Regions from separate parts of the Mus musculus genome. Here all the other regions are linked to region 1. Evidence: chromatin contacts called from public HiCAR-type, HiChIP or PLAC-seq and promoter capture Hi-C data. All regions are on one chromosome and are shown on one strand. The core of a region is the stretch at or near the end of the contact, and the rest is flanking DNA. Distances in the headings are between cores, read along the strand shown. Region 1 holds the start of Tes (testis derived transcript). Region 2 overlaps St7 (suppression of tumorigenicity 7). Region 3 has its middle 43 kb from the start of Gm52893. Region 4 holds the start of Wnt2 (wingless-type MMTV integration site family, member 2). Region 5 overlaps Capza2 (capping protein (actin filament) muscle Z-line, alpha 2).

Region 1 (5,149 bases), core at 2,435-4,934:
AGTTTTGCAGGACACTTGTCTACTGATCATATATTGCCATCTTGTTATTAATTTATCGAACTAGCCCACCTGGGTTTCTGTTACTTGCAATCAAAAGGGGTTTAATTACAACACCAGCTTCAGCTAGACGAAACCCCAGGATGGAGGGTAGTAGGTGGGTATACATCTCACCACTAGCTGAGGAGCTGCTGGCATCCGACAGCTTCTGGAAGAGGAACATTCAATTTTCTTTAAGGATGTCGATCCCTGGTCGGGTTTACCACAGGCCAGAGCTCTACTCCCAAGACTAGCTGGAAAGCCCAAATCAGACTCTATGGAGAGAGCTGGCAGTGATAGTAATAGGAGGGGTCCAAGAAGGGAGCATGGATATTTAATATTTTCAAAATACATTACATGAACGTTTTAAACTATTAATAAAAATATTGTTAAACAGCACTTATTAATCTTCAGCCAGGGAGTATTCTTTTTTTTTTAAAGATTTATTTATTATATATAAGTACACTGTAGCTGTCTTCAGACACACCAGAAGAGGGCGCCAGATCTCATTATGGATGCTTGTGAGCCACCATGTGGTTGCTGGGATTTGAACTCAGGACCTTTGGAAGAGCAGTCTTACCCGCTAAGCCATCTCTCCAGCCCAGGGGATATTCTTCTGAGAAGTTTTGGGAAACACCTATACTACTCGCTTCCCTGACCTTGCTTCTACTCCCTCTCTCTATAGAATGTCATTGTTCCTACAGGTCTACCTCTCTCTGTGTAAACAGCATCTATACACAACTTAAGAGCAAACAAAACTCCCTAGGCCTGTCTACATTGCTCAGTGTCCATGACAGCCCAGAGGTCCAGGAAGGGCTCAGTCACTTCACTGATCATAGATTGTAATTAGATTACCCACGGCCTATTTTTAAGTGCAAAAAATTACATATTATTATTGTAATACATATTGGTCTACATAAAGACCTTTTTAGTATGTTTGTGTAAAATCTAGTATATTTGCTTATTTTTCTAAGAATAAAGACACTCAAAACAAAACACGTCTCTCTTTGATTGATTTCTCCTCTGCCAGAGAAGGTCATGTGCTTGGCTGATTTTCCATGAGTTTTGGGGTGGAGCCAAGTTAAACATTAACCACAGAACTCCAGTAGACACAAAAGAAGCTCCAATTCTTAAGTACTATGTGCCCACAATTCACCAACGATGCACCCTCCAAAAGCATCAATGGCTTCTGCTAAGTGCGCCTCACACCGGATCCTTCTCTCGTATTTCAGGCGGTGGCTAACCCTTCCTCCCCAAAGTTCCTCTCTTTGATACATGGCTTTGATTCTTTCACCCTGGTCTTCTCGCCTCCTTTGACTGGCTTTTTAGCTGTCCGTGCTGGTCCTGTTCAGCCTGGCTTACTGGTTGTCATCCAGATCTTCTAGTTTACCATCCTCTAAGCTGTTCTTGATGCCACTCATGACTTTTAATTAATCCAGGTGGGAAGCTAACTTCCCCAAGTCACCATTCCAACATAGGCCTAATCTCTAAATGTGTTTCAGCATCCCAGTTTCAAGTCCAATATATTCAAAACCATACCTGTTACCTGTCCATATCTGCAGTGACAAATGCACAGCTATATAAAACTCTGCCCTGTCCCATAGATTCCTTTTCCCCCTAAATCTACCAGAGATGATGACACCAGAAATGCCTGCATCTGTCTACTCATCTATCATTGACTCCAGTCATCAAACTGGGCAAGTTCTAGCTCCTGACACCTCTGCTGTCTAACACTTAACCACTTGATAAAAGATTTCAGTCCAGTTCTCCTAACATTGATCTACCCTGTTTCAATTTCTATAAATTATCCACAAATGGTTGGCAATAATCTATAATCGGCAAGATGGAAACTCCAGTTAGAAACCACTGAATTCCAATATTGGGAAGGCTTGCAAGGAAGAAAAGGAGGAAGACAAAAATTGATGGAAAAACAAAACAAAACACACAAAAACCCAAACACTAACACTTCCATATCATTTTTCTTGGTGTCATCTCTTCTCTTTCACAAACAAAGGGCCCCAGGCTTATGTCACAACATTTGCTTTATGGCTATTTTAGACAGATTTCCGGGACATCTCTCTGTTAAGCTTTCTGGAAAAGCAGAAATGTTACCAGATCTCATCAGAGTGCATTAACACCCACACTGGGCAGACTCTGTAGACCCAAGTCTGTGGGGTGATTTGGGAAAATGCCTTAGAATACTTTATTCCAATTTAATGTAAAGCAAAAACTATAACAAGCTATTTTGATCATTGTTAGCTGGATACTGAAAACATACACATGTTAAACCAATGCTCTGTTAAGCAGTATTAACAAGTTATCAAGTACAACAGTATATAAAGTGTTGGCTAAAGTGTATTTTGAAGTGCTTTAGTTACCAAATGTCCAGACGTAAAATGAAACATCTCGACCCAAGTATCTGCATTATATGGAGATTTTATTTTTAATATCACGTGCATATAGAGGAAAACATATATACATATGCATATGTAGACGCTGGACTAGGAGATCACCAGATACCTAGCCATCAACAATTTCTATGTAGTAGGAACTGAATAAAATTACTTCGGGCTAGAGAGATGGTTCTGTTGTTAAAAGCTCCTGCTGCTCTTGCAGAGGACTTGATTTCAGTTCCCATCCCCCAAGGCAGGGGCCTCACGGCGGCCTGGAACTCCAACCTCAGAAGATTCTACTTATTCTGGGCTCTAAGTGAACCTGCTCTCAAAAGTAGGCATGCTCACACATAGATGCATAATTAACTCACACCCCCTGTCCCCCCAATTTACTGGGACTCAAGCTCTGTTCCCAATATGTTGTATCTGAGAGGTGCCTGTACTTCGGGGCCTACAGATCCTTGCAAGATGTATGAAGTAAATTAATCCCTAGGGTCCTCCACGCCCCAACAATCCAAGATGAGGTTCTTTCCGCAATAGCTATTGAAAGAAAAGATAGAATGGGTTCTTGGTGGCCCAGGCTTCTGTGAGACCGCAGTTTGAAACTAGACTTCACGAGAAGCAAGAGCAGCTCGCCTTTTTCCCACTTAGTAGGTCCAAAAAGGGAACCCTGTTTCCCAAACAAGGACACCACTTACTTCTGCAGTAGTTGCTGTGAGCCTCCCGTTGCTTTTTAGTGTTGAGTGCTCACAAAACAATATAGTGGTAGTCTTGATGGGCATCAACGATGTGAGAGAAGCTTCCTTGGAAGTGCACAGGACTCTAGAGAAAGCATTGGAGAAATGGACATCTCCACCATTCAATAGTGAAACCAGGGCCCGTGCTCATCTCTGGGATGCCCAAGGAGCTCCATGACTTCTTTTTGTCTCTGAAATCAGCCAAGAAGTTGGTACTGGGAGGGTCACTCACTCCTCTTGGCCTGCTTGAAAAGTCCTCGGACACACAAGTACAACTACCGAAATGTAAAGGTATGGGTCTGCTCTTCAGCTGGAGGAAAGGATGGCCCCACAGAAGTCCAGTGGGTGCAAGGCTTTGAAGAAACTAAGTCGGTGCGCCCAGGGAACTCCGCAGGGCCCCGCCCCTCGCGGCCCCGCCCCTCACCTTGCTAGCGGCACGCTCTGGCTGCGAAGGTGCGTGCGGCGCGCGCTGATTGGCCGCTACCCGGCACTGCCCCGCTGCCATTGGCTGCCAGGGCCTCTTTGTTCCAGGTCCCAGCCGCTGCCGAACCGGGCTGCGGAAGTTCGAGTGCCCATGCTGAGTAGCAGCGGCAGCGGCGCCGGAGTTCCCGCAGCGGAGATCGCGGACGCGGGACTGAGCCCCTCCGACGCCCAGTATGGACCTGGAAACCAAAATGAAGAAGGTGAGTGGGGCGGGCGACGGGCGTGGTCGCCTCACCTGAGCGCGGGAGCTGGTCCGGGTTCCGGGACCAGACCCGGTGGGTGCGGCTGGAGGATGACTCCCCGGACCCCGATCCCTTGGGTGACTGTCGCTGCGGAGCGGGACCCTGCAACTCGCTGTCTCTGCGCCTGAAACTTTTCGGAAAACCTTTCGGCCACGCCTTCCCCCAAGCCCTGGGCGAAGTCTTAGGCGAGGTGGTGGCTGACACCGCTTCCTGCCTGGGGAAGCAGCGCTCTGGGGAGCCTGTGTGATTCAGTGATGTGGCTTTGACATCCTCCTCCCCTGCAGTCTGGCTGCCCCAGGCGCTCTAAAGTGGCTGCTGACTGGTGACACTTCCTTCACACCCGCGCCTGCTGATAACTTCTGAAGTGATGACTTTTGGGGGATGTGTATGTGTTTCACTTATGGCTTGAGTGCCAAAACACTGTCTCCTTCTTGCGGAGTTAATTCTCAAAAGAAAATGCCGTTTGGCAGCCAGGCACAAACAGCGGTCATTGCAGGTGCTCAGCGGCCCCGCCTGCGGAGCACCCTCCTGGCTGCTCCTGGTGTCCAGGCTATAAAGGCCCTACCTGAGGAGCTCCGAGATTAGGTCTCTCAGGTCGCCTGGGAGAAAGAGGTGGGGACCAGACTATGACTCAAAAGAATGCTGACGTCACATTCTATTGTAACTTTCGACCTTAAAGGTCTTGTTCTCGGGAATTGCGCCTGTTTTCTTTCAAGTGAATTTAAGTTAGTTGGTCATTTTTCAAATAAGGAAGGAAGTTGTGCACAGTAAGAAAGCCAAGTTGAGGAAACTTTCTTCTGCGGCTTTGCAGTTGCAGGTTCATCTTCTAAAAGGGAATTTCTATTTTGTGCCAGAATTGAAGGTTTCAAATCGTATGCAAATATATGGTATGAGGTTTAGGAAGCTGTTGATAAATAAAAATTTGAACCTAGGAAACAGTTCCTTGGTCTCTTCTGATTAAAATCAACACTCAGAAGGGAAGGGAAGAACAGGAAATAGAAGATTCTTTCTAGTCTCTTCCTGTTTGATATTTATTCTTTTAACGTGTGTTTTGGTTACCTGTGCTTGCCACTTAGAAAGCAGCGGATGTGCTGTGTAGTCTTCTGTTGATGAACACACACTGAACTTACTGAGTTTTTATATAAGAACGTCTTTAGGTGTTTGTCCCAAATGATAGGTTGTCTTTGTTTGGAAATGCTGTCCTTGAAGGGAGGGAAGGATGAATAAGCAAATGAGAGGATTGTTAAGGTAATGACGC
Region 2 (5,355 bases), core at 364-2,863, 750 kb after region 1:
ACTCACACAGCTGTCCTATGAGAACAAGTATCATTCCCTCCAGTGACTCTCTGCCTGTCCAGAATTCAGCAGTTGAGCTTTTTCAACTCCTCAGACTAAGCATTAAACGAGAAAAAAGCCAATGCATAGATTGCACAGGAAAGAGCCTCAAAGGATTACCAAAGACCCTTTAATTTTGGCTGTCAATCTCAGCTCTTATTTTGCATGATTCTAGTGCATATGCTTTGCAACACTATTTTTGAAGCTTTCTCAAAGGAGCACATTGATGCACATTTTCTCCCACCCTAGCCAGAGCTAAGTAAAGAGTACCTCAGTAGCACTCAGAATCATGATAGCCTATTATATTGTTCCCATGTCTGCTTCTCAAAATTACCCAGAGTTCCTTAAAGACAAGAATTATATGCTGACCTGTTTGACTCCTCAACACTTTATACAGTGCCTGATACACACTGGACATAGGTAGTTCATTGAGCCACAACTGATTATCTGCCTTTGAATTTACTACAGACTTTTAAATAGCACATCATGAAGGAGAGAAAACACATGAGAGAAGGCAAGGAATGAAAAATAATAGTTACTACTAGCTTAGCACACCAAATTATAAAAGAACATGAAAAGATTTGAAGAGTACTTCTGCGCTATATTACTTAGTTTTGGAAGAAAATTGTGTTTATTTCTGAATAAAGTCAGCTTCAGAATACATTGATACATGCTGACAGTACTATAGTTTGTGTCTTTTGGTAGAACTACTGATGAAAGATTGAAATATGTTAAAGACATTCTGTTTAACAAGTACACACAATGTATTTTGAAAAGCTTTGCATGGAAATTGCTTTCACAAGAAAAGTATCTTTGGAGTTTAGTATGGTAAATCATTATCCCAAGTGACTAACTTCTTTCTTAAAAATTTGTCTTTTAGTTTTGAGTTTGTAATATAGTTATATCATTTCCCCCTTCCTTTCCTCCAAAATGACTACTTTTAAGGGTTCTATATAGCCACCCCTCTAGGCATAGTATCTTATGATATCTAGGAAAATTCTTGGCTTATCAAGCAAATAACCATTGAACCTACCCAACATGCATCTCACCCTGCATGTGAAACCTTGGAAAACATACACAGACCACAAAGAGAGAGAACAGGGAGGAGGAGAACGAGGAGGAGAAAATACAAAGTCCCAGGCATTAGAGACTTACTTTTGCTATATTTAAATTTAACTTTAAAAAATCTTCTTCAAACTTACATTGAAACAGACCATAAGTATCTGATCTGAAATATCCAAGCTTTTGTGAAGGTTTCCATCGGGATGCTGGTCTTCACAGTACCTATCTGTAGGTGAGAGGAAACCCACCATCTGAGACCCTGTTTCACTTGTCTTTAGGGTTATTAGGGCTTTGGGCAGTCCTTCCTGATGACAGGAAAAGCTGTCAGATGGCCTCTCCCTAGCATGGGAGAAGGTGGCATGAAAACCTAGGGCTGCGTTGTTCCTACTAATATAGCACACTCCAACAATACTTCTCCAGACCGCAGCTGAGAAAGAAATGCATCCAACCCAGCTCCCCCATGGAGCTGGCTGCTCTGTAAAGCAGAAACAGGATCCCTGTACAGCTGCCAGGGCAGCATCAAGGGCTGAGGAAGAGTAGACAGGATGATTTATGAGGGGTTCTTACCTTAGCAATGCGTCTAAAAATAAGTCTCCCTGCTTCTCCCTCACAAAGATAAATGTCATAGCATTTCTCCAGAGGACTGTGATGCAGAAAGCTTGAGACCCAGCACAAGGAGGGCAGGAGAGCAGGGAGAAGGAGGGGCAGAGGCTGCAGGGAGGGGCTCCTTTTGTGCTTTCAATCCTAACTGAGCTGACTGGATGAAAACTGCTTTTGTAAGGTGATACAAATGCTATGTGTATAAAATAAACCTAGAAAGAAAAGACCATTTACAGATATATTATGGAGATATTTTATTCCCAGATTTTTTTTAAAGCATCTCCTAAGCTGCCATTTTAGCAGATTTTCGAGACTTGCATCTCATCATGCTAATGGCAACAGGAGTTACCTTTTATTTATGAATGGCCAAGAAAGATGATCTTGGTACAGGTTTGGATTTCCTTAGCACTTACTTTGGGCATCCTGCAGTTAGACAGCATTATCAACTGCTCATGTCGGTTTTCATTTTTCATACTACTGTACTGGTGACTTGCTTGAATCCACATTGCTGCCTGTTGTTGTTGTTGTTGTGTTTTTTTTTTTTTTTTTTTTTTAGAATAGAATAGAGTTTATTCAGGGCATAGGGAGGGGATTTAAGAGGGTAGTAGAGGCAGAGAAAGGCAAGGAGAGGAGAGGAGAGGAGAGGAGTAGAGGAGTAGAGGCCGGCCATGAGCATGTGGAGGAGGGGGAGGGAATGGGGAAAGGGCGAGGAGACAGACCCAGAGCAAGAAGGCAAGAGACCAAGAGCTCTGCCTTTCTTATTAGGGTTACTACTGCTGTGAAGAAACAACATAAGCAAAGCAACTTGGGAGAGTTAAGGGTTGATTTGGCTTATTCTTCCTTATCACTGAAGGAAGCCAAGATAGGAACTCAAACATGGCAGGAACCTGGAGGCTGAGCAAGCCATGTGTGGAACAAATCAGTAAGCTGTACTCACAGAACCCAGGACCACCAGCCCAGGGGTAGCACCACCCACAATTAGATGGGCCCTGCAGAATCAACCAGTGATTAAGGAAATGTTCTACCAGGCTTGCCTACAGCCAGATCTTATGGAGGCCCTAATAGTCTAACTTCCCTCTGGAATGTCACAAAGAAAATGTCACCGACCCATCCTTAGGGGCCATCAATTGCTAGTAGCACCCCAACTAGTTTTGAAGCCTCATGATCCCCTCTCCCACCAGACAGGAACACTGACTGGCTTGTCTGTGTAGGTCATGTGCAGGTAAGCATCAGAGCTGTAAGTTCCTGAGTGCAATGACTGTGTCCTATCCAGAAGACAACATGTGACAGCACTCCCCCCCATGCACTTGTCCTTATTTTCCTTCCTCCCTTTCTTCTGTGATGTTCCCTGAACTTTGAAGTTAGAATAAATGTCTGATTTAAGGTTGAACACTCAATTGTCATTTATTCTCAGCACATTGGCCAGTTATAAGTCTCGGCATTGCTTGATATCTACTGCAAAAACAAGTTTCTTTGACTAAGGTTGAGAATAGCACTAATCTATTGGTACAAACTTTTTTTTTTAAAGAAGGCAATTTGAGAACATTTCCATTGAGCAAAATAATAACAGTAGGTAAACTAAGACTTCCACCTTCCTCAATCATAGGTCTTTGACTGGTTAATATTACTAGGCATAAATTCTTTTCTGTGGAACAGGCCTCAAATGCAAGCAGAAAAGCATTGGTTATACTTCTATCAGTAAGGCCACTAGTGTACTTTCCCTGTCAGGTATTTTAGCATTTAGGGTATAGCTTGACATCTGCCTTTCTAAATCAGTCTACTAGTTCTTCATTTCAGTGGGACTTTGCTAACGTTCTAGGAATTCTGGTCATCAGGAATGAATGATTTCACAAGGAATAAAAATAAATGAGCTGAGTGCCAGAGTGGTGGCTCAGTAGTGAAGAGAATTCAATGTTCTTGCAGGGGTTCAGTTTCTAAAACCTGTGTGATGGCTACATCACATACTTACATGCACACACATAACACACACACACACACACACACACAATCTTAAGAAACAAACAGAAAGTTTTAGTGATTATAGTCGTACCTTTCTCAATCTTCTCCCTTTTTCTTTTTTTTCCAGTGAGCATGTTTTTGAACACGTTAACCCCAAAGTTCTACGTGGCCCTGACAGGCACTTCCTCGCTAATATCGGGACTTATTTTGGTAAGTGATGGACTTCTTCTAATTTAAAAACTTATTAGCATTTATGTTAGTGTGACTATTTTTAAGGAATAATCTGGGAGAATATATATCAGCAGTTCTCAATATTCATTTTGTGTCTTCATGTTGGATGGGGATAAAGAGAAGAGGTGAACTTACCCAGGTTATATTTCTGCAGTCCTTCCTTTTATGGGAAGAAAAACAACTCTTTATTGGAGGGAAATCAGAGAAGATGCTTCTAGGCCAAATTGTTGTAACTAAACATATAAAATGTGTTGGAACCAAAGCCCAGTGGTAAATAACTTGCCTCATATTCATGAAACCCTGGGTTCAGTCCCCATCCCCACCCATCATGACAAAAATTAGAGAGCAGATGGATATATATATTGCTGATTCATAAAAGTGGCTTAGTTCAACTAAGACTGTTTTTCATGTATAATGGATTATTAGATGTAATATCATTAGGAATAATTTTTACATGTGTTGGTATGGTTTGTGGCATTCCCAACATTTTTCTCCCTTCATCTTCTACTCTCTCAGTGTTTACATTCACTTCTTTATTGCTCCCTTTAAAAAAATTCATATAGGTAAAAAAAATTTATCTTACAACTTCATTACCTTATATTCTATAACAGCTATAGATACAAAGGATCATATTACCTATCATAATTCACTGTAGTGAACATTATGGGGCTGTCTAAACTCAATGAGGCCATTCCCACATAACTTAATAATCTTTAAAGGAGAGACATTTTAAAAAGGTTTTTTCCACATCCACAATCTTGTGATTACTAATTATTGTAGACATAGGTACAAGTGAAAGATTATAGTGTTATTATTACTTAAAAATGAATTATCAGTTGAAAGAAATTTAAGGGTAGATAGGTACAAACATGTCGAGCAAAGAGAATACCTTTCCCAGGAGTAATGAAAGATTTCAGAAGCCTGAGCTTATAAGATGGAGAAAGGCAGATTCTGTAAACAGATGGAAGTAGAAAATGGCAGAGTGGAGACAGAGCATCCTTTTGTGATGAGAGAGCATCTCTAGGCTCAGCTTGTTCTGTCTGCTTCACATGGGTTGTGTGAAATGTGCAAAGTTGCCCTTATGGAGCCATCCCAAGAAAAATCTATGTAGAAAGCCCAGGGCTGAGTGCAAACTTCAACCCAAGGCAAGAGGCCTTGTATTACAACTCACCCTGGAAGAGAGGTGTTGTAGTTTGTAGCATGCAGCCTCTTAAACATTCACTGCCCACACATGCATCTCTGACATCTCTTCTCTGTTCAGGAAATTTGAAGAAAGTGAGGGCACTGTTATAGTCAGGTGCTCATAAAAACATCAGGTTGGTTATGAACTTATTCTGTCCAGGGACGGTATTTTATTCTAACATTGACTTCCACCTGGTTTTTAGTGTTAAATGTCTCTTGTGAAATCATGGTGATAACATGGGATGTTGTTTTACTATAAATACTTGGCAAATAAGTTGTACC
Region 3 (5,405 bases), core at 1,335-3,834, 520 kb after region 1:
AATGTCATGGGATTGATGACTGTCTGGAAGCTAATGGGCTAAGGTAATGCTCTCAGGGATTAGTCTCACTTAATGAGATGCTGTTAGTTTAGTAAATGAATGCTTAAAATGATGGAAAGTAAAACATCAGGGCTGGCTGATTCACTGGGGGGGGGGGGTGGTAGATAAGTCAAAGCAGCCTGTGTCACACACTGTGCATGTTGTGGTTTTTTTAAATTATTATTATTAATCTGTGATTCAGAAAGCACATATGCTTTACAAGTTGCTATCTTTTATACATCTGTCCCATAATTTTACTCTGGGGATATGTGTATTTATGGAATATTTAAATTAAACTGTTGATTAAAAAAATAATAAAACTCCCTCTAGCACAAGCATACTGAAATTCTACAATTGGGTGGGGTTTGTCCTAAACCCTTCCACCTGAAGGCAATGTGGATACTCATATGAGCTTTACAATATTGTCTCCTGGCTGTACTTGGCTCAGTAGTCCACCATTATTCTAGCAGTTGGCCTCTCCATTCTCCCCACTGTGTATTGCCTGTCCCTCCTTTTAACTAAAAACATGGCTGTCAAATCATACATGTGATTACATCACCGGCCTATTCAAAACCTAATCCTAGATTTTCTGCCCCCAGTCCTTTGTGCTGTTGTGTTTGCTTATTTTTATTATAAAGTAGATCATCATGGTAAAATAAAATAAAATAACTGGGCCAAATGCTATTAAGTGGACAGAAAATGTCCTCTGACTACTGTCTCCCTCCTCCCAGCCTGACTCTGCACAGTGACTCCTGCTGAAACTCTTTGTATGGTAGTCCAAACATGCTCCACCCTGGGAAGGAGCCCAAACGAAGCCCCGTGTGTCAGCCCATCCTTCAGTAGCTCCCATCATTTTTATTGAACTGTTTATGACTCAAGAGGAGCTCAGCACTACAGAGGTTTCTCTAAACCTCGGTGACTTTGAACTCCAACCGAAAGTACCCACTCAAGATATAAACCCCTATACCCGTACCCATATGCATATGGGACCCATACACAGAGCGGGGATAAGAGTGGCTGTCCCCTGGAAGGTATCATCCTGAGTGAGGTAACCCAATCACAAAGGAACTCACACAATATGTACTCACTGATAAGTGGCTATTGGCCCAGAAACTTAGGATACCCAAGATATAAGATATAATTTACTAAACGCATGAAATTCAAGAAGAACGAAGACCAAAGTGTGGACACTTTGCCCCTTCTTAGAATTGGGAACAAAACACCCATGGAAGGAGTTACAGAGACAAAGTTTGAAGCTGTGTCAAAAGGATGGACCATCTAGAGCCTGCCATATCCAGGGTTCCATCCCATAATCAGCTTCCAAACGCTGACACCATTGCATATACTAGCAAGATTTTGCTGAAAGGACCCAGATATAGCTGTCTCACAAACACAGAAGTGGATGCTCACAGTCAGCTAATGGATGGATCACAGGGCCCCCAATGGAGGAGCTAGAGAAATTACCCAAGGAACTAAAGGGAACTGCAACCCTATAGGTGGAACAACAATATGAACTAACCAGTACCCCAGAGCTCTTGACTCTAGCTGCATATGTATCAAAAGATGGCCTAGTCAGCCATCACTGGAAAGAGAGGCCCATTGGACTTGCAAACTTTATATGCCCCAGTACAGGGGAAGGCCAGGGCCAAAAAGGGGGAGTGGGCAGGTAGGGGAGTGGGTGGGCGGGTATGGGGGACTTTTGGGATAGCATTGGAAATGTAAATGAGGAAAATACCTAATAAAAAGTAAAAAAAAAAAAAAAAAAAAAGTGGCTGTCCCTTCCCTCTATAGCAGGGGTTCCCAACCTTCCCAATGCTGCCACCCTTTAATACAGTTCCTCACGTCGTGGTGACCCCCAACTATAAAATTATTTCATTGCTATATAACTGTAATTTTGCTACTGTTATGATTCATAAAGTAAATATCTGCTCTGTGGGATATCTGGTATGTGAGTTACGTGAAGGGATCGTGACCCACAGGTTGAGAACATCTGCTCTAGGAACTTGACATTAAGGGTCCCTGCTGCAGACCAGTACTCTTTATATTACTTACTTAAGTATTTAAATACCTAAAGTCCTCATAAAACAGACTTGCTTATTTCTATTTGCCAATACAGAATAAGCTCACTTCTGAAAGTTTACAAAGCGTCACACTTTCCTAAAATTCTTGTTCTCTTTTGCCATGGAAGTTTCAAACTGCTTAAGAGTTTTAAAAGATTTTTAAGCTGGAGTAATAAATATAACTCGCTGCCTCCTTGCAGACAGCGTTCTGGGAGGGATTGTTGCAGAAGTACGGCTCACAGATGACGTCACTGACTGGGGCGGGACTAAGCATGTACAGGCGACACTACAGGGATGGATTGCTGGCTCTAGTGGTCACTTTCCTTGACCCCAGCTGTCCCCGTGGTGCAAGCACATCCAACCTAATTTTGTCTGTTACATAAGAAGCCAAACGGAGAAACTTGAAACTTCTGCCATCATATTGCTGACTTAATCCTGTCGTAAGTCAGAGCCCAGCAACCTCTGAGTGAGCACCCCTCCCTCTCGTTCCGAACGGAACACTGGGAACACTCATTTGCCTGGGCACATTTTGGAATCATACATACTTGGTTTGAACCGATGCCCAATAAGGAATTCAGATTTTTCCAGATCAGTCACTGCATCTTTCTACGCCTTATTCTCCAAACTGGAAACCCTCATTTTCAATTTTTTTATTGTTATCTGTAATCTGCTTTGTAGTCCAAGAAGATTCAAGACAGAAGGCCCTAGCATAAAATTACCTGCAATTAATAAATATAATAATAACTATAATGACAATACATAATAATCAATATAATTATAACAAAATAAAGGGGACAAAAGGTGAATACAATCAAAATACATTATGCTCATGTATAAAAGTGTTACAATAAAATGTGTATGATTGGGTTATGCCAATAAAAACATCTTTTTAAAGTTAAGAGTTTGGCTTTGCTTTTGTATAAAGTTAAAAATCTTGAAATCAGACGCTGGCTTTCTTCATCATTTTAGAAAAATCAAACTAATATGGGGAATTTCTCAAACCTGTGTGGCTTTCTGTGTCATGTAAGCATATTGCGTTGTATTTTCCTTGATCTTCATTACAGCTCACAGATTTGATTGTAAATATTAAATATCCAGTAAAATTATTATCACTTGCTGATTGCTTGGGTCTTTGTCTGATGCTCAGGCCAGCTTTACAGTCCTAGGCTCAAGGGTCATCCTGCATCGGATAATTCTGTGTGTCCGGACTATAGGTGGGCTTCACCGTTCAGGTATCTGGGCTTCACCGTTCCCCCGTGTCTGGGCTTCACTGATCCCCTGTGTCTGGGCTTCACCAATCCCCTGTGTCTGGGCTTCACCGTTCCCCTGTGTTATGATTGCTACACTTGTCTCAATAATGTCTTTTCTTCAAAAGTCTCCTTACAAGACATCTAATTCATAAAATTCCTTCTAGCGAACCCCAAGATTTCACTTGCTTCTATGTGGCTGCTAGGCTCATATCTGCAAGATTCTGTACTCGGAATCAAAGCGCTAAGAGCTAGGAGTGGCACACAGTCAGGGAGAGCCAGGGGCTGGAGGTGTACGGAATCCCAAGCAGGCCTCGTGGGAGGGTTTTGGTCCTTTTCAGCATCCAAAGTTGGGTCTCAAATAATCGTCCTTTCTCAAAGATAAACACTTATCTGAAGATGGTTTCGGGGGCTTATGAAAGGCCTGCTGAACTTCAATCGGGGCCGTGTTTTTCCAGTTCAATTCATTGCTCTTTGTTTAAATCAAAACTTCATTTTATTTTCCAAAAGCAACCCTGCCAGGTTTCCTTGATTTAATTGTTTTATCTTTTTTGTCTGATGACAATGGAGAACAGAAGAAAATATTCTTGCTGAGGAAATGAAATATTACCAAAAACAACAAGCATTCTCACACTATAGGAGGTGGTTTTATAAGTTACAAAAAAAAAAAAAAAAAACCAAAAAGGCTCCATTCTTTGGATGAAACGTGTTATTGCGGTCGCTGTTGGGTCAAATCCGTACGGCCCAAAGAAAAACGTTGGAAAGAAAATTAACCGGTTCATAAGGGTACAGATAACACTATTTTTAAAAGGAAATGGTTCTTCCCACATAGAAACAATACAAAGTGATAGGAAAACAAAGTGATAATTTGGACAAGTATTAAAACAACTCAAGTAAAATATGTGAAGTTCAGTAAATACTGTTTACAGGGAACACAAATGAAATTATTTCTCATTTGTTTTTAACCTTGCCTAACTTACACTGTTCTTCCTTTCACACCAGAGTACTCAGAGGCCTGGCTGATCAGTAAGGACTAACAACGAACCCAGGAGGATTCAAAGCAGTACAGGCCCGGGGGTCCTGGACCCGCTCTGCTGTCCACTCACCAGTGGCCTATGGACAAATTTGGTTTGGTGAGGGTATTCTAAATAATAAGCTTTGTTTTAAGGAAGAGAGGCTCAGCAGAGTGAACCTGCTGAGTCTGTTGTCCCCAGGAGACACGTGTCCCATTGCACTTCTACCAGTCTGCCATTAGGCCAGTATCAGCATTTGGTGTTGCGAATCAGAGAGCTGAGGGACAGATGCTCAAGGCAGCCAAGGTCACAGCTCTGTGGCACTGTCCAGAGCTGAGAAAGTTGCCTAGTTCAGCCTAATAATACAAGGCTATTATCTGGAAAGATTAAATAAAGATATGCATGCTTAAATTAATTGTTTTTCATGTTTTAAACCTCTTGACTCTCCCTGTGTTAATAGAGTTAACTCTAAAAGCAGAAGAATGTAGCCACTACTCACCTAAAGAGTTTACAAAGTAGAAGTAAACTGTACTTCTTCCAGCTCGGTTTACCGACCCCAACTGAGTGCAATGGGTAAGCAAAGACCATCCACTATCAAGTCACAATGCACAAAAGTAACTGCAAGTGACAGGACTCTTCTGTCCCTCTCACGTATTTTATTCCATTCAAATTATTCTAAGGTTTCCACTGCCAATCTGATGCAAATTATGTCTGAAGCAGTCATCTCTTCTACAGAAGAAAATTCTTCCTCCTGTGTTTACCGCTTCCCATTAACCATCTGCACCCCTGCCTATGCTCAGACGATAAGCTTATGCGATCATTATTATAAATCGAGAAAGTTCCTAAAAAAAAAAAAAAAAAAAAAAAAAAACAGGAACTGTTCCAAACATACACTCAGAAAACCCGAAACAATGCAAGTACACAAGGCCAGAGGGTGTCAAATGAAGGAGGGGGTGATACGTGTGCCAGTGACGCAGACTCCCATCTTTCTGCCTTACTGTCTCCATGTGTGGGATCTTCGCTTCACAGAATAGGGAAGACTGGGT
Region 4 (5,363 bases), core at 719-3,218, 970 kb after region 1:
GTTAGGGAGAACACAGAGAGAATTTCAAAGACGTTGCCATATGTCTGTCTTTGGCTTTGGGGGAAGCTGATCTTTAGAAGTTCCTCACTCCCATTTGTTGATCCTAAATGTCTTCAAAACCTGCCAGCATGTATCCTCTTAGCACCTGCTGGGATCTAATGCTACAGTCTTCTTACAAACATAATATCTTTTCCATATTAAAAAAAAAATCCTCAAAATGGTTTCCTTTTCTGGCTCTTTTTTTTTTGGCATTTATAGAAACTTTTGGGGAGAAAATATCTTTTCTATTGTTATCACCAGCACTAAATATTTGAAAAAAAATCAGCATTATAGCTCCATAAAGTATTTTTTGAAAAGAAACTTTAACAAAAAAAATCACATTATCATCTCTAGGCAGATGTTCTCCATTCGTGGTGAGAGGTTTAGAAAGGCACCTTTTATACAACCCAAGTTGCCATAGGTATCTTTTGAAAGTGGCCAAATAAGGAATATATCTTTTTTTTGCATTCCCATTATTTTATATAATCATAAAATCATTGCAGCTGTGACTCAAAAAAATATATTTAAGTGACAGCTGAGAGACAGTGTGACAAAATGCCCAGCGGTAAATAATGTTTATACACACATGGAAACAGAAATAATCATTTTATTGAAAAAAATGATCAGTCTGATAAATCAGTCTTTGATCCTGTGTCAGCAAGGTGAAGCCTAAAGGCCTTCATGTTCAAAGATCTTAGAAAGGAGCTGACCCCCCACCCCCTCTTACCATCAGTGCTTCCCTGTTCCTCTCAGGCATTCTGGAATCTAAATAGTCCATTGATTTTGTCCTGTACTGTATTTGGTTAAGATCCTTACCGTTGTCAAACACAAAAGCACGCGCGCGCGAGCGTGTGTGTATGTGTGTGTGTGTGTGTGGCCAATCTTTCTGAATTGTTATCAGAATACTTTAATATCTGATCTGGAACTTTATGTACAAGAAAGTTTCAGAGCTCAGAACTCCATCTCTTTTCCAGGTCAGAAAGTTGAGAGATGGAGGCGATTTCTAGATTGGCAGAGTGTACGCATAGTAAATCACATATCCGCCTATTGAGACAGCAGCAGTTACACTTTAGGGAGACAGTTTTGAGCAGGGTAGCATAATGGGCACCTCAGTCCCAGTAGTTTTGCATCTAGGCAATAGTCTCTACCTGGAGGCTGCTTCACTAGGGTGAAGCACGAGGAATGCGGAAGGCCAGGAAAGAATACAAAATCACAGGCTTAAGGTTCTACAACTCCAACAGCCTGGACTGAGCTCTCTTGAGGCAGTTTTTGAAGTCGTGGGTGTGGGGGGAGGCAGTTGTAGTTTTCAAGGTGAATTCACACACACACACACACACACACACACACACACACACACACACACTGCTAGAAGTTACAGCTCAGGCTAGCACATTTCTCAGTGGAATAAGGTATTGGCTGCTTTTGCTGTCACTCAGCTGGCTCCAAACAAGCGAACATTAAATCCCTCATTTGTGGGGCATGTGAATTGTTTTGGAGTTGTCAAAGCTAAAATGGGTTTTTGAGAAAAGCAAAGGGGTTCAGCTTAGGATGCTGTGCTAAGACATGGTTGTTTCAGAATCCACAACTGCCGGGACTGGGAATCAGCCAGGGAGGGTCTCTACGACCAGTAGGGTCCCCACTCCCATCTCCAAAAATCCATCAGCACCGCGCCCATATGCGGGGACTTACCACCATGAAGAGCTGACCTCAGGGGTGAGCCAGGTCAAGAGCAGAGGGAGCCAGAGCCAGATTCCACCGAGAGGGACGTTCATATTAACCCCCTTGCGTCTACATCAGGTCAGACTCCGTGTGCGGGCGCCATGCGTGCCCGGAGCAGAAGCGCTCAGCTCCGGGAGCGCCTCGTCACGGCTGCCGGCGCCTCTGCGCCCCCGCCCCCCCGCCGCTCGCGTCTGCGGCTAGTGGTGAGACTCACTGATAAAGTTTCAAAAGACGAGCCCAGCGAGCGATAAAGGGCAGCCCGGGGCCGCCTCGCCCACAGCCAATTCCCCAAGCACTGCGAGCGCAGGCAGCCCCGAGCTCTGCTTGCCTCCCGCGCACCCTGTCCTTTCCGTTCCCCTCCAGGCGCAGCTAAAGAAGGGGGCGCCTACGCCGGGCGGGGGCGTAGGGGGCACTGGGTTTTATTGAGGAGTGGAAGAAACGATGGCAAGAGCTATCTCCGGGTGAGGAGGGGCAGAGGAGGTGAACAAACCTCGGAGTGGCCCGGAGCAACATAGAGGCAAAAGCACCTTTTGGGAAGTTCCTAGCCAATGATACACAGTATGTTAGGGCCACCACCAGAACCTAGGCTCCACTTTGTCAAGGCTAAGAGTTTCTGCTAAACTGAGGTTCGAGCAAGATCGTGTGTAAGGGATGGGAGGGGTGAGGAGATAATTGCCCATAGGATAAAAGAAAACAAAAATGATTTCCAACTCATTGCTTTGAGCACTGGGAGATAGATACTCATGGGAATTGGGACCTGCCATGTCTGACCACCCAGTGTCTGACCAGGTTGAGAAGGAAAGCCTAGGCCCCGAAAATGAAGACCTATGGCCCCGATCCTGTGTGCCATACATGAAGGGAGTAGGGGAGAGGGGCTGGGACCCAGGAGATCTCAAGCAACAGTTTCAGTCTAAGCGCCCTTGGGAAGATGTGGCTTTTACGCACACACAGCTCCTCCTTATGCTGTTGAGGGAGTGCAATAGATGACAGAGGGGCTCCTAGGCAGCCAGGTATCTATCTGCTCCCTGGCTTGGACTGCATCTCTCCAGGCAGGGTGTCCAACCTGTGCGTCTGGCTGAAGTACAGTGAAAATACAGTGACGCGGGACCTCGGACCTGGGTCCCTACAGAGTAGAGATGGGGCTTGGGCCCAAGGGTGGAGCATCTTGAACAGCAACTGGCTTGAAGCCTTGTGGTTTATCACCGGAAAGGACAGACCAGGAACTTACAGCGACCTTGAACTGTTCCATTGCTCTTTTCCTGGGGCGGGGGCCCCACCGCCACCACCACTACCCAGGAGCGTGCCCGGGGGAATGGGGAGTATGAAGGGGTTGTATGGTCATTGTATATCGAGCAGGCACGCGGATAGGAAGGATAACGGTACTCCCCACCCCATCCGCATCTTCCACCTCTTGGGCCAGGATTCGCCAGAACGTCAGCTATGGCCCAGCACCGAGCAAGCAAGCGGTGAGAGGCTGGACGAGGCACAGCCCACAGATGCCAAAAACCTGAAAGATGCTGTCATCGCCACCCCCTTCCCCCTCTCTGTCCATGGCAGGTCCGGCCCCTCCCAGGCTGACCCAGATACATCCCCTTTTGGGTCCGGAAAGGGAGGAGAGGGAAACAAGCACCGCGCCACCCACGACTCGGGAAGAGCAGGGCTCCGCGCCAGAGCTGCTCCATATCACTGGGCTGCGACCCAGGGGAAGTTCTGCTTCGTCTTCGCTGGGCGAGGGAGGGGGTGAGCTAGGCTCTGAGAAGGAGCGCGCGCTGACTGGGGAGGGCCGGGATCGCTCCCAACAGCATTACCTCCTGCACCTCAATTTATGGTCACCAGCTTCTTCCCGAAGGAAGCAGAGGAAAGAGCTAAAATTTATCTTCACCCGCTGCCGCCATTCTAAGTTTGTTGAAGTCCTGAAGTTTCACTTCTAGCAGTAACTGAAACCAGGCACTAGATGCGATTTTAGGGGAAGGTAGACAGGTTACAGGCTTCAACCGTGGACAATGAAAACTTTGAAACTCCAGCTCACAAGTCCCACCCGTTCCAGCACGTCCTGTCCTCACAGCTCAAGGGCTGTTAGAAACACATAGAGTGTGACCATAGTTTAGGATCCCTTCCTCTCCGCCCAGGGAATTATATGGCCAGGAGACCTGCCCTTCCGTGGATGGTGAGGCCAATGGAATGACCTAAACCTGAAACAGGCCTCCTAGAAAAGGGATGGACCATTCTTAGAGCCAATTAAATCCTCCCCAAAGAGCTTCACGAGGAAGCGCCACATGCCTTGCTGAGTACAGATCAGTTTTGGTCAAAGGCAAAAGGCTAAAAAAGTTCAAGAAAGGCTAAACCCAGATGTGCAAAAAGGCCCACCCAAACACCCCTTCTGACCTGTCTGGAGGCAGTCTGAACCAGATGACTGGTCTCTTCCAGATCTGTGATTCCACTTCTCTCCCTACTCCACCCCTAGCCACTGATGACCCATTACATAGTCCCATACAGCATCTCTTCCCACTGAGAGGCTCCCGCCTCGGGTCTCTTAAGCATCTAGTCGCTTAAATGCCCTTGGACAGGTAGTTGGAAAATGTTCACGGCAAGCAGGAGGAAAGGCGAGCCTTTCTTTTGTCATCAGCTATGACCATAGCAAAGACGAGTTGACAAATAAATGGCAGGGTACTTTTCATACGTCACTCCGCTTACAGCAGAGGGTGAGGGAAGAAAAGGCAGATTCAGAGTGCTTTATGTCTATCAATTCAATGTTTGAGTTTCGTATTTCTTTAATAAGAAATTTCAGAATTGACCATAAAATTTACTACAATATACAGAATCCACCCCCCCCCCCACTTAAAAAATGATTAATGTTAGTTTGCTTATAACTTCAGTATGGCATCTTAGCCAAATGAGTCAGTCTATTTTCTTAGTTAGATCCATTGTTTGTCTAATCTCCCAGGGCAGAGAAGAGAACTAATTTACTACCAGACTATCTCCACCCTTTAAAAATGAAGTTACTTCTTCAACTACATGGTCATTTGTCTTTCAGTCTGAGTTAGTTTCTTCTTGAGGCAGTGACCCAAATATAACTATTTTCTAAAAAGATTTATTTTTATTATTTTAAATTATGTGTGTGCACATGTGTGCCCACGCGTGCCTGCATGTAGGTATGTGCACATGACTGTAGGGACCCTCAGAGACCAGAGCTTTCAGATCCCCTGGAGCTGGAGTTACAGTTGTGGGCCACCCGACATTTGTGCTGGGAACAGAACACTAGTCTTTTGGAAGAGCATCACGTACTTGTAACCACTGAACTACATCTCTAGCCCCCTAGAACCATCTCATAACCAAAGGAAAAGCCATTTAAATCTCAGTAAATTTTGGTGAGTTGATGCCAAAAGACCTATGCTTCTAAGCCCAAGAGAGATTTTATACAGAACAAAAGTTTAGAGTTGCGCAAAGCTATGAGGTACCTATCTCTCCAGGCACTGGATAGTCATCAACACACATGGACCTTTCAGAGAAAGAAAATATGTAATATGATCCCTGAAACCATGTCATGAATGTACCACTTTTTTTTGTTGTTGTTGTTGAAGACCAGCCCCAACTCTAGGGTGGTA
Region 5 (4,873 bases), core at 849-3,348, 590 kb after region 1:
ATGTATTAGACTGAGAAATCACAGGGGGAGTTAGGGACAAGTGCGAAATGAAATTATCTTTTACGTTTGCCACTGTCTTATATACTATATAGCATCACTCATGTTCTTTGTATAGTTTTTCAAACTAAATGTTCATTTGGTACCATTGGAACTCAATGATGTCAAGGTATTGAAATGCAGAGATTTACTTTTAAGCCAGTGATTGGCTTTAGAATTAATCTGGTTCGGTGTCTTCTGAAATACTTTTGAACAAAAAGTGGGTAAACATGAGCCACAGGAGCATGAGGGTCAGAGTTCAGATCCTGAACCCAGACAGCAGCCAGATGTGCAGCACACATCTGCAGTCCCAGTGCTCCTCTGGTGAGAAGTGAGAGGTGGAGACAGCAGACCCCAGAAGTTTTCAGGCCAGGTAGTGTGCTTTACTGAGCTCTGGTCATAAAGCCCTACTTGAATCGGGTAGAAAGCAAGGACTGAGTACCTGAAGTTGTAATCTAACCTCTGCATATCACTCACATACAGAAGAACATAGATATCCATATTGTCTACATCATACACAACACACACGTTTTCAAATCTCAACTTGAATTTTCCCTCAAAAGAAATGATTATTACTCGCTATAATAAAGCTGTCCGAAGCTTGGATAGCCTACATTTAGGAGATTTCACAAAACAGAGTCCTCATCACCAGTGCACTGGAATAAATGAATGACCAGAAATGTGGGCTCCTCTTCAGGTGCTTTTATACTGAGTTGTTGATGAACATCTCTCTCTTTCCTACATGTGTACCTTTTCCCTTTGTTTCACCCTTAGACTGTGGCTGTGGCTGCATCTTTTCTAATCTCGCCCTTTCCCTCTTTTTGTAAGGGGAAAAGCAGAACTATCGTTGTTCTTTAGAATGGATTGAGTTGATGCGTCTTTACTAAAAGCCAAAACTTAGTATGATTCAAAGTAAACTCAGACTCACTGAAGAGCCTATAGTGTAAAATCTAGAACACTGAAATATTTCCAAATACTCTTTTATTCAGCAGACAAAAGAATAACAGGTTTCACTGTAATGAAATCAGTAAGTCTCTTAAGAATTTTTTTTTCTTCAAATTCAGACATGTTCAGTATCAGGCCATCTGATACAAAATAGAATGCCAGAGACATCAAAGGCCTTCAGAATCCAAAGAAAGAACACTTTAATTATTCTATTTTTTTTAATTGAGTTTTCTTTTCTTTTCTTATGTCTCTGTGTTTGCTTGCCTGTGGATATGTGCATACGAGTGCTGGTATCTACAGAAGGCAGGAGAGGATGGTGACTCTCCTGGAATGGCAGTTGTGAGCTATCCAGCATGGGTGTTTTAACCTGAACTTGCATTCGTTGCAAGTGCAGTGTGTGCTAGTTACCACTGAACCATCTCACTGACCAAACCCCTTTGGCTGATTCTTAAATGCTGAATAGTCTGCTTTTACTGGAAGGGGATTTAGAAGCCATTTAGTACAAACCTGGTTTTATAGGTAAATAAGGTCCATTCTGGCTAATGATAGGGTTGGAGCAAAACCTACATATTCTGGCTGCTCCGTTATTGAGAGTCTTTTGCACTGTATTGTACCATTTAACTTGATTTAAGTGGTTTAGATAAAGCTTGCCATGTCTCATTTATTTTATGTTTTTTCAAGTTTCTTATTCTACTCCTCCCAGGTTAAAGATACATGAGGTTTGATACTATCTATGGGCAGTAAAAAAGGCTTTGGGTCCACCTAGATTGCCACTTTTAAGTATTTATGTTTTTTAAGTGTAGCTTTTACTAGAAAAAAAATGAATACTATTCATTTCAATTTATAAATAAAACCTTTGAAGTAAATAATTTAAGGGTGAGTGTACTAGTTACTTTTATGTTGCTGTAATAAAATACCTAATATAAGCAACTTAAAGGAAAAAAGATTTAGTTTAGCTCATGGTTTTGGAGAGTTCTAGTAAAAATGGCAAGAAAGTAATGGTAGCAAGAACAAGTGGCTGAGACTGTTGTAAGGATCAGGAAGCAAGAACAAGACCAGAACCAGAGATGAGTATAACTTTCAAAGCCGTGCCCCAGTGACCTCCTTCCACCAGCAAGACCTCACTTCCTCAGACTTCCACAGCCTCCCTCAGCCACATCAGGTGTGGAACATGAACCTTCTGTGGGCATTGCAAATACAAATTCCTGGCAGTCTGACCACATTGAGGTTGTTCTTAGGAAAGTCACTTGATGTGTTACAAAGGTCAAGTGTGTAGCTATTCTGCCTTCCTGTCTGCACTTCTGTGTCTATGTACATCCGTTTTGAAAATGCTGGGTTGGGAATTTCAACATTTGTGATTTGTGATTTCAACATTAGTGATTTGATTTTATATTGGTGTCTTTATATTTATTATTATTATTGTAATAATTATAGTCTTAAAGTATAAAACTTTATTATTAAGTGGAAAATGTTTACTAGATATCATAGAATGGTATCAATTTAATAGAATACAGTTTTGTTCTGTATATAATTTTTCATACATTGGGTTTTTGCTACACACATATAAATAATTACCTAGTAAGTATATTCTTCACTCATTAGAGAAACCTTCTTGAGTCTGTCTCGTCACTATTAGCTGAGTTTCTGCTGTGGGTTTTTATCATAGTCTTGCCACTTTTCTGTTTCCAGTCATCACACTGCATGACTCATTGTATGTACTACTGTCACACTATTCTTTAGAGACACCTCTAGAACTGCCTTGCCTCTCAAAATACTCATTCTGTCTTCAAGACCATTCAGGGTTTGGTGAGATAGCTTAGTGGGTAGTGGTACTTGCTACCCAGCAATGCAAGCCTAGTGACCCGAGTCCAGTCTCCTGAACCCGTGTACAGGGACAGAGAGAACCAGCTCTATAAAGCTGTCCTATGACCCCCACACTTACAGCCTCACAAGCCTCATCACATTCAAGCACAATGATAATAAACAGTTTTTAAAAACCTTCCAGTTCAACTCAGTAAATACTGATGAGCAGCTGGTTGGTTCTTCCTGTGACATTGGACCACTTTTATGGTCCTTCTATTTAAAACATTCTTTTTCCCCCATTATCCCGCTTCCCTCCCAATGCTTTCTCTTTTTTGTGTGTTCATTTATTCATTTAAATGTGTGCATGTGCAGAAGCCTGAGATTGACATGGGGTCTCTGTCTCTCTTGCTCTCCACCTTATGTTTTGAGTCAGGGTGTTGTGCTGAAACTGAAGCTCGCACCTTTAGTTAGACCTACTGCCCAGTTGACCCTGGCATTAGCCTGCTTCTCTCCCCTACCATTGGGGCTATAGAAATGCAGTGCTCTGTCTTTTACTAGGTTCCTAGAGATCTGAATGTAGGTCCTCATGCATGCTCAATAAAACCCATTATGCCATCTCCCCTGAACCATCTCCCACTTTCTTTTTCTTAGTATCACATTCATGAAATTATACTAGAGTGTTTTTTCTTTTGCCTGAATAGTTTAATTCCTTGAAAATGTGTTAGTAATTCTCAAATGTTACTTTCTATTTTTTGCTACTACTTGATAATCTCTGTGTATTCTCTTATGTATTCAACTAAAAGACCTTTGACAATAGGAACTGCTTGAGTATCACGGTACCTAGTTGTTTATTAATAATTTCTTAAATAGTTGTATATCTGCATTATATATTTATAATCATTGCTTTCAGGTTCTTACATAAGAGGCCATGGCATGTATTTACTGGTTATATTTTATTTACCAAGTTAAAAGATGCATATCATTACTTGGTTTTTAAAACAGCCATATCTGTATTTTAACTGTAGTTAATAAAAGATAGGTAAAATAGTTACAGTTTTATCAACCACACGTGTATAGATTAACTGGCAGGTGATTATTTAAAACATTACTACAATTTTAAGTAATTGGCCTTTTTCTCTTTTAGTGCATTTGCACAGTATAACCTGGACCAGTTTACACCAGTAAAAATTGAAGGCTATGAAGATCAGGTATGTTTCATAAAACACCAAATCACACTGCTCTTTGTTTCGTTTATAAAAATGTATCCTGAAAGAATTGTGAGATGGTGTAACATTACTCATTTTAATTGAAGGCATTTAATGACAAAAAAATAGAAATGGTCATTTTTATTTTTGTAAGTAGTAGTATCAGAAAGTCAGGTGTAGTGGTTGGTTCTAATACCCCCTTTTGTCTCCATGGGCACCTGCATTCACATCAACAGGCATACTCATGCATGCACATAATTGCACACTAGTTGCTGCTTCATTTCTCCAGAGATCTAATTAGTTACCATTACAAACAGTACTACATCAAGTGACGTTGTAGTCCTGGTAACATTGACAGTGGTTTTCTTTAGATAAATCCCTAGAAGAAAATTGCTGCACTAGTGAATATATCTTTTAAAAATGTTTAATAGCTGCTAAAGTCATTAACAAGGTATCACAATTTTAATACTTAAAACCAAAAACCTTTAAAAAGTGGTGTCTACTAATTTTTCCCATGAACACATATTTAAAAACTTGAAAGATAGTAACAAGTAAGGGCCAGTGAGATGGTCTTGGGTACAGGCACTGCTGTACAAGCCTGATGACCTGACTGTCAGCAGCTGTCCTCTGATCTCATTTGCTGTGTCTCACATTAGTTTTTAAAAGTATCCATTGTAAATAAGAACAATGATAAGGATTTACAACAAAACTTCACCATTTTTAATGGTGCTTTCCTCTTCTCCAGAAAACACTTGTAAATAAAGAGGTGACATACCAGTAATAGATTTGTGGATTAAATTACACTATTAACATCTTAGGATATTATGCAACTATTAAAGAGGATAGTGAGAGATAGCTGGTAGACTTTGAGGGGTTTCCATAGA

The links. Promoter capture Hi-C pulls out the DNA fragments that hold promoters and counts their contacts. HiCAR-type assays count read pairs that join an accessible place to other places. HiChIP or PLAC-seq counts read pairs in DNA pulled down with a chosen protein or histone mark.
Region 2: an H3K4me3 HiChIP or PLAC-seq map of embryonic forebrain shows a contact between it and region 1, with 7 times the contacts expected there. The contact joins the enhancer-like site here to the promoter of Tes in region 1. A contact is called at or near these places in 2 of 39 promoter capture datasets (the 3T3-L1 cell line and 3T3-L1-derived adipocytes), 3 of 115 datasets of contacts at active chromatin or transcription factors (embryonic forebrain, embryonic stem cells and stem cell-derived neural progenitor cells) and 1 of 9 other capture datasets (liver).
Region 3: an H3K4me3 HiChIP or PLAC-seq map of craniofacial prominence shows a contact between it and region 1, with 6 times the contacts expected there. The contact joins the enhancer-like site here to the promoter of Tes in region 1. A contact is called at or near these places in 9 of 39 promoter capture datasets (the 3T3-L1 cell line, the C10 cell line, cranial neural crest and 5 more), 1 of 484 Hi-C or Micro-C datasets (bone marrow-derived macrophages), 17 of 115 datasets of contacts at active chromatin or transcription factors (the NIH/3T3 cell line, Th17 cells, bone marrow-derived dendritic cells and 12 more) and 4 of 9 other capture datasets (adipose tissue, embryonic stem cells, liver and 1 more).
Region 4: a contact with region 1 is called in a promoter capture Hi-C map of hematopoietic stem and progenitor cells, with 2.3 times the contacts expected there. The contact joins the promoter of Wnt2 here to the promoter of Tes in region 1. A contact is called at or near these places in 2 of 39 promoter capture datasets (hematopoietic stem and progenitor cells and hippocampal neurons).
Region 5: a HiCAR-type map of Th17 cells shows a contact between it and region 1, with 4 times the contacts expected there. The contact joins the enhancer-like site here to the promoter of Tes in region 1. A contact is called at or near these places in 7 of 39 promoter capture datasets (the HPC-7 cell line, cranial neural crest, embryonic stem cells and 4 more), 1 of 484 Hi-C or Micro-C datasets (effector CD8 T cells), 6 of 115 datasets of contacts at active chromatin or transcription factors (CD8 T cells, DN3 thymocytes, Th17 cells and 3 more) and 3 of 9 other capture datasets (embryonic stem cells, liver and macrophages).

The regions. Positions count from the first base shown.
Region 1 is chr6:17,061,465-17,066,613 of GRCm38.p6, forward strand. It overlaps Tes (testis derived transcript), which reads left to right and starts at 3,685. Exons shown (of 7, transcript NM_207176.3): 1 at 3,685-3,849. The coding sequence starts at 3,823. It overlaps Gm15473 (predicted gene 15473), which reads right to left and starts at 4,123. Exons shown (of 2, transcript NR_167659.1): 1 at 3,128-4,123.
Region 2 is chr6:17,815,463-17,820,817 of GRCm38.p6, forward strand. St7 (suppression of tumorigenicity 7) reads left to right here. Exons shown (of 16, transcript NM_001289624.1): 2 at 3,788-3,870. It overlaps Gm52894 (a long non-coding RNA gene), which reads right to left. Exons shown (of 4, transcript XR_003956410.1): 4 at 4,616-5,355. Among named protein-coding and RNA genes, the nearest start is that of Gm52894, 23 kb to the right of the region's middle. Within about 2 kb of position 1,614, at least 50 of the 459 cell types and tissues checked have an H3K27ac peak or open chromatin away from gene starts, as enhancers often do. A contact at or near this core is called in embryonic forebrain, where this site is marked.
Region 3 is chr6:17,581,722-17,587,126 of GRCm38.p6, forward strand. No RefSeq gene overlaps it. Among named protein-coding and RNA genes, the nearest start is that of Gm52893, 43 kb to the left of the region's middle. Within about 2 kb of position 2,585, at least 100 of the 459 cell types and tissues checked have an H3K27ac peak or open chromatin away from gene starts, as enhancers often do. A contact at or near this core is called in adipose tissue, craniofacial prominence, embryonic basal ganglia and 3 more, where this site is marked.
Region 4 is chr6:18,028,477-18,033,839 of GRCm38.p6, forward strand. It overlaps Wnt2 (wingless-type MMTV integration site family, member 2), which reads right to left and starts at 1,969. Exons shown (of 5, transcript NM_023653.5): 1 at 1,729-1,969. The coding sequence starts at 1,811.
Region 5 is chr6:17,650,178-17,655,050 of GRCm38.p6, forward strand. Capza2 (capping protein (actin filament) muscle Z-line, alpha 2) reads left to right here. Exons shown (of 10, transcript NM_007604.3): 4 at 3,929-3,992. Among named protein-coding and RNA genes, the nearest start is that of Capza2, 16 kb to the left of the region's middle. Within about 2 kb of position 2,099, at least 20 of the 459 cell types and tissues checked have an H3K27ac peak or open chromatin away from gene starts, as enhancers often do. A contact at or near this core is called in CD8 T cells and Th17 cells, where this site is marked.